Regions from separate parts of the Sus scrofa genome. Here region 1 is linked to region 2. A link is a contact called in public Hi-C data. All regions are on one chromosome and are shown on one strand. Each heading gives the region's core, a stretch centred on a gene start, on an enhancer-like site or on the middle of the called end of the contact. The rest is flanking DNA. Distances are from core to core; before and after follow the strand shown.

The links. A called contact is a pair of places that touch in the nucleus more often than the background predicts.
Region 1: a contact with region 2 is called in a Hi-C map of liver, with 8 times the contacts expected there. The contact joins the promoter of MVB12A here to the promoter of SLC27A1 in region 2. A contact is called at or near these places in 2 of 47 Hi-C or Micro-C datasets (heart right ventricle and liver) and 1 of 2 datasets of contacts at active chromatin or transcription factors (alveolar macrophages).

What each region holds. Positions count from the first base shown.
Region 1 is chr2:60,274,657-60,277,443 of Sscrofa11.1, reverse strand. It overlaps MVB12A (multivesicular body subunit 12A), which reads left to right and starts at 1,472. Exons shown (of 10, transcript XM_021083558.1): 1 at 1,472-1,825; 2 at 1,957-2,055; 3 at 2,188-2,284. The coding sequence starts at 2,028.
Region 2 is chr2:60,234,173-60,237,015 of Sscrofa11.1, reverse strand. It overlaps SLC27A1 (solute carrier family 27 member 1), which reads left to right and starts at 1,428. Exons shown (of 13, transcript NM_001083931.1): 1 at 1,428-1,539.

The DNA of each region.
Region 1 (2,787 bases), core at 223-2,722, 40 kb before region 2:
CAGACTGGGGATGTAGCATCTTTTTTTTTTTGGCTGCTCCCATGGCATGTGGAACTTTTCGGGCCAGGGATTGAACCTGTGCCACAGCAGTGACAAAACTGGATCCTTAACCCACTGAACCACCAGGGAGCTCTCATGTAGCATCTTTTTTCTTTTTCTTTTCTTTTTTGGCCACCCCACAGCATATGGCATTCCTGGGGCCAGGGATCACATCCAAGCCACAGTTGTAACTTAAGTCGCAACTGGGGGAATGCTGGATCCTCAACCCGCTGGGCACAGGGCTCCAGAGATGCCCCTGATCTCTTTGCACCACAGCAGGAACTCCCCTATAATATCTTTATTAAAGCACATTCGGACACAAAGGAATGCCCTGATTGATTCCTAGCCTCAGGGACTCAATAAATCAGTGCTTCAGATCACAGGGCACTTGGTGCAAAAGTATTCTTATCTTCTTCTTCTTCTTTTTTTTTTTTTTTTTTGTCTTTTTGCCATTTCTTGGGCTGCTCCCACGGCATATGGAGGTTCCCAGGCTGGGGGTCGAATCGAAGCTGTAGCTGCTGGCCTATGCCAGAGCCACAGCAACATGGGATCCGAGCCGCATCTGCGACCTACACCACAGCTCACCGCAATGGTAGATCCTTAAAAAAAAAAAAATCCCCAGAAATAAAAACAGAATATTGGTAACAAAATAAAGTCTAACCCTAAAAGAAAAAAAAAAAAAAAAATGGAGTTCTCGTTGTGGCTCAGTGGTTAACGAATCCGACTAGGAACCATGAGGTTGTGGGTTTGATCCCTGGCCTCACTCAGTGGTTCCCCTTGTGGCTCAGCAGATACTCTGACTAGTATCCATGAGGACGCAGGTTCCATCCTTGGCCTCGCTCAGTGGGTTAAGGATACCGCCATTGCCGTGAGCTGTGGTATAGGCGACAGACCCGGCTTGGATATGTCGTGGCTGTAGCTGTGGTGTAGGCCAGCGGCTACAGCTCAGGTTTGACCCCTAGCCTGGGAACCTCCATATGCCTTGGGTGCGGCCCTAAAAGCACCACACACACAAAAAACCCCCACCATTCCTTGCTAACAGGTGGTACAAAAAACAGGCAGTGGGCTAACCTATGACATTGCAGAAAACTGGAAACTACACAGGAGTAAACCTTCTGTTCCCTAATTTTCCATATTTTACTTCTGAGGGGTGTAAAAGTTTGTCTCCATACTGAGCACTTTCTTGTCTCATTTTAAAAAATGTGTATGTGAACAAGTTCTCAAGTTACACCAAGATTTCAAGGCTCAAGTTGGTCGGTATTTTTATTTAAACTAACCGTTGCATAACTCATGAAAGTCTTCTTTGGGGTGACTTCTGGAATTGTGAGTTTTTCACAGCTCACTCTCAAATTCTGGGGAATACTGACGTCAACTTTGGAAGAGAGGTTGACACTGCAAAGGATTCTGGGGAACGTAGTTCCGGTTTGCTGCTAGCGAGACATTTCCGGCGGAAGTTGATGGGCGTGAGGGGGAAAAAAAAGGAGACAATTTTCCGCAAACGTCGCTCACTGGCACACCTGGGGGACGCACGCAGTTGGCCGACAGCTTTCCCGGAACGCGCAAACGACGCCTCCTGGACTCCCGACCTCGCAAGGCTATCTGGGAGTTGTAGTTCAGTTTCGTGGCCAAACTCCGCCGTCCGGCCGCGGCTGGGAGGTCCAAGGCGGTCCATCGCCTTTGGATCTTGGTTCGGAGGATGGATCCGGGGCCCGGGACCGACGCGGCCCCGTTGGCTGGCCTGGCCTGGTCGTCGGCCTCGGCGCCTCCGCCAAGGGGATTCAGTGCGGTAAGCGACGTCGGGGAACCGGGGAAGTGTAGGGAGAGGCGGTGGCACTAGGGGCGAGGGGTTGAATGGGGGCAGAGGTGGCTGCGGCCAGGTAAGAGCCTGGCTGGCGCTGACCCGCGTCCGTGCCATAGATCTCCTGCACCGTGGAGGGAGCTCCCGCCAGCTTCGGCAAGACCTTCGCGCAGAAATCCGGCTACTTCCTATGTCTCAATCCTTTGGGCAGCCTAGAGGTAAGGGGCGCCCACCTTCGGAATCCCTGGGGTCCTTCCACTCCCCCTGTCCATTCGCGGGGTGCTGCCCGAGGCGTGCCGGTCACTCTTGCTGTGTTCCCCACCGCGTCCCCCCACCCCATCCCATCCCAGAATCCACAGGAGAACGTGGTGGTCGATATCCAGATCCTGGTGGACAAGAGCCCTCTCCCGCCGGGATTCTCCCCTGTCTGCGACCCCGTAGACTCCAGTGAGTCCTGTCGAAGGCGGGGGTGGGGTGGGGCGGGGTTGGAGGTGAAGGGCACATTCGAGTCTCTGCGGGAAAGAGCGGGGAGGGAATGGAGAGACCATAGGCGCGTGAGTTTTGAGCCTTGGCCACCCCCTCGACAGCACTTGGTAATGACAGTGTTGGCTGAGGACTTAGAGTTCTGATCCTGTACGGGGAAAATGTGCCCCGCCCTGCGTAAAAATGTTCGATTGGAAGCCTCTGTTCTAGAGTAAGTGTTCGGTCATTGCGACCTGTTTTATTTAATGTTACTAATACACCTTCTTCTTAGGTTGTAGCCAGGCTGAATCTTGCGCAGTTCTGTTTTACATTTCCAGGTTCTTACACACAGGCTCCAGTTGCCCTGGTGCTTTCCTGACAATGCTGACCACTCTGTTTTCTAACCATCAGGCTCTCCCTGCCTCCTGTGCCTTTTCCATGTATTGTCTTTTATATTTGACTCTCAGCATATATATCTGTTGGTGCAG
Region 2 (2,843 bases), core at 179-2,678:
GACAGAGGAAGAAAAAGGGGGAAGGAGGGAAGCCAGGAAGAGAAGGCAGAGAAGGGGAAGGGGACTGGTGGGGAGGAGGGACGGGAGGGGAGAGGGGAAGGAGGACTGGGTGGAGGAGGGGAGGGAATAGAGAGAGGAAGAGCAAGGTGGGGAAGTGGAGGAAAGCAAAGCAGGGAAGGGAGGGAGAAACTTGAAGAGGGGAAGGAGAATGGGAGGCACAAGGAGAGCGGGAGGAAACTGGGGGAACAGAGGGAATCAGGGCAAGATGAAGAAGAGGCAGGAGAAGTTTAAGGAAGACTGAAAGGAGAGGAGGAGGGGGAGGGAGTGGAGAAAGGGGAGCAAGTTCTCTGCCCACATTTGTTTTTGTTGTGGTTGTTGGTTTTTTTTGTTTTTTGTTTTTTGTTTTTTTGTCTTTTTAGGGCCACACCCGTGGCATATGGAGGTTCCCAGGCTAGGGATCCAATTGGAGCTGTTGCCACCGGCCTCTGCCAGAGCCACAGCAACTAGGGATCCGAGCTGCATCTACAACCTACACCACAGCTCACGGCAATGCCAGATCCTTAACCCACTGAGCGAGGCCAGGGATCGAACCTGCAACCTCATGGTTCCTAGTCGGATTTGCCTCTGCTGCGCCACGACCGCGGGAACTCTTGTTTTGTTTTGTTTTGTTTTATGGCCACACCCCTGGCCTATGGAGCTTCCCGGGCCAGGAATGGAACCCCAGCTGCAGCTTTGACTTATGCAGCAGCTGCAGCAATGCCAGATCCTTCAAACCACTGTGCCAGGCTGAGGATTGATTCTGTGCCTCTGCAGTTACCCGAGCCCTGAAGTCAGATTCTTAACCCACCATGCCACAGTGGGAACTCCTCACATTTGTCTTTTTTTTTTGGTTGTGCATAGAACCCGAGCCATAGCAGTGACAGTGCCAAATTCTTAAGCACTAGGCCACCAGGGAACCCCTCTGCCCACATTTGTGAACGAATGAATCTCAACTCCAGCTAGCAAGAAAAGGCCTTAGTTTCTTTACCTGTAAAATAGGGTGATCACAATAGCACTACCTGGCAGGATAAGAGTGCGGCTGGGGTTACTGAGCATTGCTGACTTCACTGACACCTGGCTGAGAAAGTAGGGGGACCAGTGCCAGACCTCTCATCTGCCTCTTCATCCCCATTCCATCCACCCTAGGCAGCCTGAAGGGACTGATGGCAGCTTGGGGAAGAGGGGGGTGAGCGCCTGCCCAGTTCTGTCCTCCAAATGGTGCCGGAAGCAGGCCCTGGCTGCCTCCCAAGGAGAATGCTGAGAAGGTCAGCCAAACAGGGCAGAAAACGAGCAAGGGTGGGGTGGGCAGGGGTGCAGAAGAGAGGGAGCTTGGAGAGAGGGATCCAAGGCAGAGGCCCACATGGGCACAACACAGAGCAGTCCCCAGGAGTCTGCACAAACAGAAGCCCGGAAGGTGTAGGGACCTCTGTCTTAGCCTCACTGTCCCAGCCTGCCTACTGCCTGAACTTCTGGGAGCTGGCGACAGAACAAAGACTGAAGGTCAGTGAGCAGCTCCAGGTCAGCCAGGGAATACGGTGGTGGGTAGCCTGGCCAGCACGTGCCTTCGCCTGATCAGGGGGAGGGCTTTAGGGTCTCTAGGTGAGCGTTTAGGACCCTAGGACTCTGTGGAAGGGTGGGGACCTAGTGTGTGGATTTTGTTCTCCTTGGGGTGCTGGAGTGATAACATTGAGACTTAATTGACAAGATGTGGGGATATAGATTTGGAATTTAGCTGGGTTCTTGGAATATAGCTTTAAGAGTGAGATGGGGATTGGATCTTCTTGCCTAGGCTGTGGGTTCCAGATCCCTGGAATGTGGTCCCGTCCCCCCCCCCCCCCCCGCGCGGGCTTTTCAGGGCTGCACTGGCGGCATATTGAGGTTCCCAGGCTAGGGGGCCAACTGGAGCTACAGCTGCCGGCCTACACCACAGCCCCAGCAACGCGGGATCTGAGCCGCCACAGCTCACGGCAACGCGGGATCCTTAACCAGGGATCGAATCCGCAACCTCATGGTTCCTTGTCGGATTCGTTCCGCCGTGCCACAACAGGAACTCCGGGAAAGTGTGTTTAAAACCGAAGAGGCTTTGGGAATTGCATTTAGAACAAGAATCCAGTACAGGCAGGCCCTGAGTGTGAATTGGGCGTTTCTAGTCCGCAGGGGTAGGGATCCTGGTTGCCATTAGGGCTTGGGCCGGGGGCGCCTGGGAGCTATACCTCTCGGCTGAGGCACTCACGGGTTTCCTAAACTCCACGCAGGGAGGGATGGGGAGGTAGGGAAGGGAAGCTGGTAGCTGGAGAAATTTAGTTGTCATGGAGACAGCGGCCGTCCTTGCTGGGGCGTTCTAGCCCCCAGGTCTTGTTGGCCGTCGTCTCTCTGGCCAAGGGGCCCTCTCTATGGTCGTGGCCTCCGGAAGGGGGCGGATCTCGGCAGAGGGGCTATAAGCCCGACAGGTCTGAAGAGAGCCTGCCCGGAGGGCAGGTGGGGCGGGGCCTAGGTTGCTAGGTGGGACGAAATAAGCCCGGAAGGTGGTGACTGGTTCAAAGCTTGAGGGCGGGGCCGGTGCCAGTAGAACTTGGGCCCGGGAATGCCGGCTAGGCCCTAGGCTGGGGGCGGGGCTTCAGTTACAGGGGCGGGGCCTCATTCAGAGAGGGCGGGGCGTATGCTTGTGGGCGTGGTCATAGTTCCAACTTGGTTCTTGACGAGCGAAACTGGAATGGGTTTGTGCTTGTGGGCGGGGCCAAATGAATAGTGGGGGTGGGTAGAGGTGGCACCTGGAGGAAAGCCAAGCACTCTGGGCTGGTGGA